2 separate regions of the Sus scrofa genome follow, and region 1 is linked to region 2. Evidence: chromatin contacts called from public Hi-C data. All regions are on one chromosome and are shown on one strand. The core of a region is the stretch at or near the end of the contact, and the rest is flanking DNA. Distances in the headings are between cores, read along the strand shown. Region 1 holds the start of APBB2 (amyloid beta A4 precursor protein-binding family B member 2). Region 2 overlaps APBB2 (amyloid beta A4 precursor protein-binding family B member 2).

Evidence for each region. Hi-C and Micro-C count contacts between places; a contact is called where the count stands out from the background.
Region 1: a contact with region 2 is called in a Hi-C map of fetal liver, with 2.2 times the contacts expected there. The contact joins the promoter of APBB2 here to the enhancer-like site in region 2. A contact is called at or near these places in 3 of 5 promoter capture datasets (fetal liver, fetal skeletal muscle and liver), 16 of 47 Hi-C or Micro-C datasets (adipocytes, embryonic fibroblasts, fetal liver and 8 more) and 1 of 2 datasets of contacts at active chromatin or transcription factors (skeletal muscle).

Annotation. Positions count from the first base shown.
Region 1 is chr8:32,299,538-32,304,108 of Sscrofa11.1, forward strand. It overlaps APBB2 (amyloid beta A4 precursor protein-binding family B member 2), which reads right to left and starts at 2,700. Exons shown (of 18, transcript XM_021101154.1): 1 at 2,243-2,700.
Region 2 is chr8:32,218,003-32,222,090 of Sscrofa11.1, forward strand. The region is part of intron 2 of APBB2 (amyloid beta A4 precursor protein-binding family B member 2); the gene reads right to left. Among named protein-coding and RNA genes, the nearest start is that of APBB2, 82 kb to the right of the region's middle. Within about 2 kb of position 2,544, at least 9 of the 83 cell types and tissues checked have an H3K27ac peak or open chromatin away from gene starts, as enhancers often do. A contact at or near this core is called in fetal liver, where this site is marked.

The DNA.
Region 1 (4,571 bases), core at 1,450-3,949, 82 kb after region 2:
CATTCCCTGGCCTTGCTCAGTGGGTTAAGGATCTGCTGTTGCCACAAGCTATGGCATAATTCCCAGATATGGCTCGGAGCCGGTGTTGCCATGGCTGTGGTATAGGCCAGCAACTGCAGCTCCCATTCAACCCCAAGTCTAGGACCTTCCATATGCCACAGGTGTGGCTGTAAAAAGAAAAAAAAAAAAAAGAGTAACTGTTTCACAGTATTTGTACACATGGATTCTTGCACAATTTAGCAGTCTTCTCCTAAATGATTTTGCAGTCAGTATTCTTATTACTAACCTGGTAGCATGGCAGAAGAGTCTAAGGTGCTGGATTAAGCATTCTTATTACTCCAGTTAAAAAAGCCAGCCTTTTACACTTTAGCTCATGGAGTTTTTCCTCTACCACTTTATAAAAGTTTCATTGAATGGAATTGCGCTGGCTCCTTACAGGTGAATTATTTACTTAAAAGTATCCTTTTCAAGAGAGAATAAAAGTAGAAGTAAACACCTTCCCTGAGAAAGATCTCAACTTTAGAGTCCTTTCTCAAAAGCTCTGAGCAAATATCCAGACCAACCCCAGCCTGTGAAGACCCTGAGTGATTTTTCGAGGTCATACAGTAATCCCATGACCAAAGCACAGCTACAGAAATCGTGCATCTGCTTCCCCAGGTGTTCTGACTCCCAGCCCATTGTACTCTACCGCCACCTGTGTTCTCCCAGCATTTCCCCCGTGTGGCGGTTCCTCATCCTTTCAACAAATGTCATCCTTTCAAAACAGAGCCATTTCGAGGACTCTGTGAGTTCCGATAAACAACTGCTGAACAAATCCTGCTTTCAAGCTACAAGCTGAAAACATAACAAAGCAGCTACCTAAATTCACAAAGAAATCCCCCTTCCTGAAAGCCCAGCTACAGGAATTCAGAGATTCTTAATTATCATGGCCATTTGAGGACAAGATTTGAAATCTAAATCCACGACAAGGAAAAAAAAAAAAAAAGAAAAGACTTAAGAGACCCAAATTCAGAACAATGGATCAGGATGCCACTGTTTGCTTTTTTTAAATCAGTGAAATATTAAAACACATGACAAACCAACGCCAACCTCACAAAGTTTCCTCATTTCCTGGGATTCAACCACCACTGCTGGCATCATGTTATGGTAACCCCTTAAGTAGTTTACCTATCAGGTGCAAGGTAAAGGCAGTGACTGAGGAACTTCTTAAACAACACTGTGCCCAGTCTTGTCTGAGCTTCCAACACTGACCTTATTCTCCTCTTAACGTTGGCCCTCCCCGGCCACTCAATCCATCACAAACCCTCTGTAACAGTTGTGGCTCTAAACTGCGCAGAACTTGACTACAAATCGGCCACAACTCTAGATCTGATTTCTCCAATTTACTATTTGTTTAAATTCAAGTCCCAAGCCCCCTTGGCTCTTCGTCCCCGACCTCTCGGTTCTAGATCTCTCAGCCGACGTCAAGATCACCTTTCATTGTTTCTGTGGGACTCCGCATCCCTCCCTCCGCCCAGCAATGTTTTCATCGCACAAATGTCATTTCTAGCGTTCAACCCTCCATTCCGCCCGGCGGGCAGCAGAGGGGATTCCTGATTCGGTCCCCTTCGCACAGCCATTTTCTAGTTAAAACGCTCCCTGCCTCTGAAGGGGAAATGAACTTTTCCCCCTTGATCTTGCAGCGGCTAAGCTCTGAACCCCTAGAAAAGCCAGCCGGGTCTTCAACTCCCCCGCAGGAGCGCACTGCCGCCCGGGGAGGAAGAGCCCAGCCGCACAGCGGAGGCCAGTGCCAGGGCAAGGGGGTGTGCGCTCTTCCCCGCCGGCGCCCACCCTCACTTTTCCCTTCCGCAGCCCCCACCCCGGCGCAGCCCCTCCAATCCTGTCTCCCCGCCCAGGCCCTGCCAAGCCCCCGGCTGCGGAGGGAAAGGGGGCGCCGAGAAGCGGGAGTGATGGAGTCAAGGAGTGAGCCCGCAGTCACCGTGCCACCCGGCCCTGCGGCGCGGGCGCAGGGCGCACGGGACTCCGCAGCGGACGCCCGCTGCAGATGCGTGGCAGCTGCTGCAGCTGTGGCTGCGGCTGAGCGGGCAGACGGCAGCAGCCGCGCAGACCTCGGGGGCCGGGAGGAGAGGAGCAGCCGCCCGGGCTACTTGCCGCACGCCGCTGCCGCTGCCCAGGTCTCCCGCCAGCACTCCCGGGCCGCCCAGGAGTCCAGAGCAAAAGCAAGGAAGAAAGCGGGGCTCACCGGTGGTGCGCGCGGCGCTCTCCTCGGCTCCGGCACCCGGCAGCTCTGCTCCAGTCTCGCCCTGCCCGGAGCGCCACGATCAGCTGCGGGTGCAGCGCACGAGCTTCCTACTTGAGACCAAGACGGGCTCCGGCAACTGAGCATGCCCAGTGCCGCTCCGCGAGTCCCGCTCAGGGAGCTGCGCCGGCGAGATTCCACTTCTCCAGGCTTTGGCGGCGGCTGCGCGGAGAGGCTGGAGGGGCCGGACCCGCCGGGGGCCGATCCCGAGAAAGGCGGGGCCGGGGGCGGGGGCCGGGAAGGAGGGGGCGGGCCGCGCGCCTAGTGCGACCCCTGCAGGCAGAAGCTTCCGGGCATCGCGAACGCCTGGTCCCCTGACCATCTGAGAAGATGGCAGAGAAGCAGTGCAGGCCAGAGACCCAATGCGACGCAGCCTGGTATCCCCTCCATATGGCTCGGCGTCTGTCTGCAGCAAAAGGAAGTTGGGTAACATTATCCCTGTCTAGTCTTTTCTCCCACATGCCTGCATTCCCTTATCTGAGGAAAATGTCCTCAGATGAGAGCTGCCCACGCCCATCCAGCTGCAACATGTAGGCGAGACCTTCCTTCTGCCTCCTTATCTAGAACCCCAGGCATATGCCCCCCACACACACACACCATTCCTTGATGTGAAAATCACAGCAGCATCACCTCAAGGAAGAAACATACCTGCAGGAGGGGAAAGCATAATTTCTTCTTCACTTCCAGGAATATTAAATATAGTTCGAATTTAGAGAAGCAAGGTTCTAATAATGGATACTCAGTAAATAGTCATCAGTGCCTGCCCCAGGCACTGTGAATAGCATCCCCAAAGCATCATTAGGGTTGCTCTTCATCAATGCAGTGGATATCAAACTTGACCCTGCATCCCAATCGCCTGGAGGATTTATGGAATCACAGACTGCTGGACAGTCTCTGAATGGGTAGGTCTGTGGTACTGCCGAAGCATCTGTACATCTAACAACTTCCCAGATGATGCTGGTGCTGCTGGTCTGAGGGCCATACTTTGAGACCTCTTGCTCTACTACACAAACACACAGCCTCACCTACTATCTTTTTCAGATGGATTTTGCTAAAAGTAATTTAATAGTAGCTATTAAATAATGGCTCCTCCTAACTCACCCTCTTCCCCAAACCTCCGGAGTGCAGTCCTTCTGCAAACAGCAAACTCACACCCGGAAAGTCCCTATTCTTCGCAAGAGGACTCTATGCGGTTGGGGATGGCATTATTTTCTCCTTTGGCATCATGAATCTATTGAGTACCCACAAGATCTTATAGTTAGCCTGGGGACGGCAGTGAATAAAAAAGCCCAGACCCCAGCTTTCATAGAGCTTAGTGCACAGCGAGGTGGACAGGCACCCATTAAAGAATCCCCCCGAAATGTCCCTTCAAACATGAGGAGCGCCAGGGGGGAAATCTACCAGGTGTGTGCAGAAGGGTGTATAATGGGACCCTGAGCGCAGACTAGAGTGGGGTCGGAAGGAATGAGTGGTGGGAGAAAGATGCCTTGTGGAGGAGGGGTTTCTGACGTTTGCACCAAACTTCTCCCATGAACAGTTTCTCTGAGACCAACCTAGAGGCCAACAATAACGTCACTCCTTTCCAACAGAAAAACAATACTGCCACTGAGGAATCCCTACAAATCCATGAAAGTGCTCAGCCTTGGTGCTGTATCGCTGCACTCCAAGATCTATCTATGCAGCCCGTGGACGGGACATTCGGGGGCCGCAGTTTAACCCACTTTGGGAAAACTCAGGCTCTGAACTGGAAAGCCTTCAAGTTCAAGCCTATGCCCTTCAGGCCTAGAGAGGAAAGGAAATTAGCCCAAGTCCGCCCCCGCCCCTCAGCAGCAGAGACCGGCCCTGGTACCAGCCTTGAAGGCAGGTCCCCTTTTCGCAGGTACTCTATTCTCTCGGACCCCACAGCTTCCCATGGTTCCCCAGGAGTCTGGCCCTGCCACCCGTTCAGTCCGGGGTCCCGGGGCTGTACACCGCGCCCGCCCTACGGGATCCATCTCTTCCCGACCCGGAGGAAAACCCGCGGTGGAGTCCTTGGCGGCGGGGCGGGGCGGGGCGGGGCGCGCAGGCGCAGTGGCCGCCAGGTTGGGCCAAGGAGGCGCCCCGCTCCACACCTGATGCAATCAGCCTTCCGGAACCGGGTCCGGCGGCCGCGCTCACGCAGGAAACGCTCCTGCGCCCTCCCCTCGGCCGCGGCCCCCCCGCCCGCGCCCGGCTTCCGAGCCTCCTCGCCGTCCAACTTCGCCTGGGGCGGAGGGCGGCATTCGGCGTCCCG
Region 2 (4,088 bases), core at 1,294-3,793:
AATAGTATCGGTAAAATGTAACATCTTTTTTTTTTCTTTTCAAATTTTATTTATTTATTTATTTATTTATTTATTTAGTCTTTTTGCTATTTCTTTGGGCCGCTCCTGCGGCATATGGAGGTTCCCAGGCTAGGGGTCGAATCGGAGCTGTAGCCACTGGCCTACGCCAGAGCCACAGCAATGCTGGATCCGAGCCGCGTTTGCAACCTACACCACAGCTCACGGCAACGCCAGATCCTTAACCCACTGAGCAAGGGCAGGGACCGAACCCGCAACCTCATGGTTCCTAGTCGGATTCGTTAACCACTGCGCCACGAGGGAACTCCTAAAATATAACATCTTAAAGTCCTACATCTACACAGTCACCAAAGTTCTTTAAAAAAAAAAAAAAATACCAAAACCAGTATCATTTAAATGCACTTAATCTCAATTTCAGCCTTCTAACAACTTAGGACCTTATAACCATAACCTCCAAATTCGACGATGTTATTCATTCCACGGTCACTGGGACTGTACTACGTGGCAGGCAGCCTTCTAGGTGCTAGAGACACATCACTGAACAAACAAAATCCTTGCCCTCGTGGAAATGACAGTCTGGTAGGATACACACATCACCTCCCCTGCTGTCCTGCAAACACATTTCCCTTCCCAAATGCCCTGATTGAGGCCCTTGTGGCTGGTCTCCTAACTTCCCAAAGACAAAACTTAGGCGCTATCTTATATTTTTTCACCTCCATCATATCCCTCCTGGGGTCTCTGATGGCCATTTCCAAGCCTGCCTCCTCCACCTGCCTTGCTCAGTGGGTTAAGGATCCAGCGTTGCTGTGAGCTGTGGTATATAGGTCACAGACGTGGCTTGGATCTGGCATTGCTGTGAGCTGTGGTGTAGGTCACAGAGGCGGCTTGGACCCCACGTTGCTGTGGCTGTGATGTAGGCTGGCAGCTGCAGCTCCAATTCGGCCCCTCGCCTGGGAACCTCCATATGCCGCAGGGGCCTCCATAAAAAGAATGCTGACCCATCACAGCACCTCCTGCTCACGGTGGAGCTCTCTGCAGGGCACAGACCTGCTCCTCCAGCTTCTCCTCAAATGCCCAGCCCTGTCCTATGACCTCTCATGCCTTCTGATCCCATGCCTCCTCTGCTCTCTCCTGCCCCTCTCCACTGCCCTAGATCTTAAGGTCTTTTCTGCCCTTGAAGGTTCACTATAGGATCCCACCTCCTCCAAGTCTTCCCAGGATGGTCTGGCTCATGCTGAGTTCTACCTCCTCAGGGTTCCTGTGGTCTTTAACACCATACCAACGGTACCACATCACGCTGGCCCATCTAGCTGGCTGTCCCTAGAAAGCAAGAGCCATGCCATACATTTTTCAGGCCCCATGCCACCCAGTCTATAGGCAGCAATCATAATACTTGCTGACAGTAAGTATCCAAGAGGATAATGTTTGAATTATTTTAAATGTATTGTCAACACTGGAAAACTGGGAGCGGTCACATAAAAATCCAAATGTATGTCTTCTTTTGAAATACTGGACAATCAGTTACCACTCGGCCCTCATTCCTGAATAGCTGAGTGGTAGCTGCACCCTTTTTCCCCCTTTCTGCCTTTGTTGACTTTTCTGTCAGGTCATGGTAGGCATTTGAGTTTGCAATTCAATTACTGTGAATTGTTACATGACCAGGCTCTTTGGGGAGTATTTACTGAAGGTAATATTAGTTTTTCTCATTCATGGCAAACAGTTACAGACTTGTCCCAACTTTTCTATGTTATAAACATAATGAATTATATACACGCATCAAATCCGTACACACATATGTATTTCGGAAACTGTCCCCTTAACCTTGCCAATGGATTACAATTCCTACACTATGGTTTAAATACCTTGAAATCTGGAAGGTATAATTCTTCCCAAGACTAAGGGTAAAAGGGTCAGACATCAGTCCAGAAGCTACACAAAAAAAGAAGGAAAGACGAGGCAAAAAGAATATTTCTGCTTCTGATGAGCTATTTAGCAAACTACTTTAGGGAAAAAAAAGTTTCTGCAATCCTTTTTGAAACTAGAAAAATTATATGACTTTGCTGATTTTAAAAAACAAAACATCAAAGATTAGAGGTTGAAACATGTACAGGTAAGTTACGGTGGGTTCATTCTCCAGACCACAACTGCCCGCATTCAAAAGAAAAATTGTCATCTTCCCATTCGCATCAAACTATGACCAAAGGAGGCAGATCACCCCATAAAGAAAAGACTACGACAGTTTCCAGAGAAGCCCACCAAGAGTGGAAGAGTTAAGGAGTTTTTGTTATTGGAAGAGTCTAGGGGAGTTATCTCCTTTAACCTCTGACTCATGTCCAGGGGTTTTAATTAAGAGAAAAGCAAAATCTGAATGCAGAAGTCAGGAGATATTTAAAAGGCACCCTGGCTCTATCTGTGCATCAAGTCTTTTCTTCTAGTCCAAACAGGCAGGCCTTTCTCAGCAAACAGCTTTCCTGATTAGCAATCAGATTTGCGAGACGTCCGCGGCCACCTCCCACCCTGTGGTCTGAAAAGCAAATACAGTTCAGTCCAAAGCTCATACTTACAGCAAACAAACTGAGCATAAGGGTACATGTTCAGACACACTTCGGCAGGATGGGATTCTTTGTCCTTCAAGTCACATTCAATAAATATCTGACTTTCTCCTTCTCTTTCCCAACTCAATGTTTTAACTAATAAGCTTTCCAAGGAACAGCTGCTGGCTTAGCACATTATTTCGCCACTCTTCCTATAAAAATTCCTACTTCTTCTACAGGCAAACAGATATGAAAGGCTAAATACGAACACTAGAAAAAAATGTACAGTGTTTTTAAAAAATACTTACTAAAATTTTATAAATTGCATAAAACATAATGAATGGTTGTAGTCTATGATCATATACTGCCCAGCCAGCTCTTGATTCTAGTTTAAAAGGAAAGAAAATGAATTAATGAACATGGTTAGAAAACTCAAGTAATATAAAAAAGAAAGAAAAGTTTTTTAGTGAAGTAAAAGTTCATCTCTTTGGGGGGGGATGTATACAAATACATTTTCTTTAAGATGTATATATATCTTCTTTAAAATGCATATGCAAAAGGGGGAGTTCCTGTTGTGGCTCAGCAGAAAAGAATCCGACTAGGAACCATGAAGTTGTGGGTTCCATCCCTGGCCTCGCTCAGTGAGTTAAGGAGCACTGCTGTGGCTGTGGTGTAGGCCAGCAGCTATAGTTCCAATTAGACCCCTGGCCTGGGAACCTCCATATGCCGCAGGTGTGGCCCTCAAAAGCAAAAAATAAATAAAATACGCATGCAAAAGGGAATGGTTCTGCAAACTATTTTTTCATTTTATATAGATATATGCATATATATACATGTACAAGTATTTATAAATATAAATAATATAAATCCAATCTACAGAGTTCTTTCATTTTTTACAAATACGCTATAACTTGTACCAATATCCTGGCATCGTTTTAGGTGACCCAATTTATGAAATTGCTGGGATTTTAAACTTTGAAAGATATTGCCAAGTTGTGCTCCAGCGGCATCTGCTTCAGTAAGATAATTCAAGCTCAAACGGCGGCCCCTTTTCTGCATGTAATGTATCACAACTGACCTGCTTTGTTTCAAACTGCAGTACCGAACTGCCAGACCACACACCCATCAGAGAACAAGTCAGCTCTTCCAGACAACCCAGACTCTATGACCCAAACCAGAAGCCCCACAGAGCAAAGCTGGAGCCTGGTGCTCACAGCTCTGAAAAGGTTCAGTATAGCTGACCTTTACTTTTTTCTCCCTTCGTTTAAGACACAAGGGCAGGAAAAGGTGGGTGGAGGGAGATGATCATCCGAGGTCCATTCAAGATGCTGTGACAAATACCAAACTGGGTGGCTTATAAACAACAGAAATTTTCTTCTCACAGTTCTGGAGGCTGGGCATCCCAGATCAAGGTGCCAGCACTGTCACCTTCTCGTGAGGGCCCTCTTCCTGATTCAAAGCTGGCATTCTCATGGTGTCCTCACGCGGCAGAAGGAGCTAGCTCTCTCTGGAGCCTCGTTATGAGGCAGTAATCCC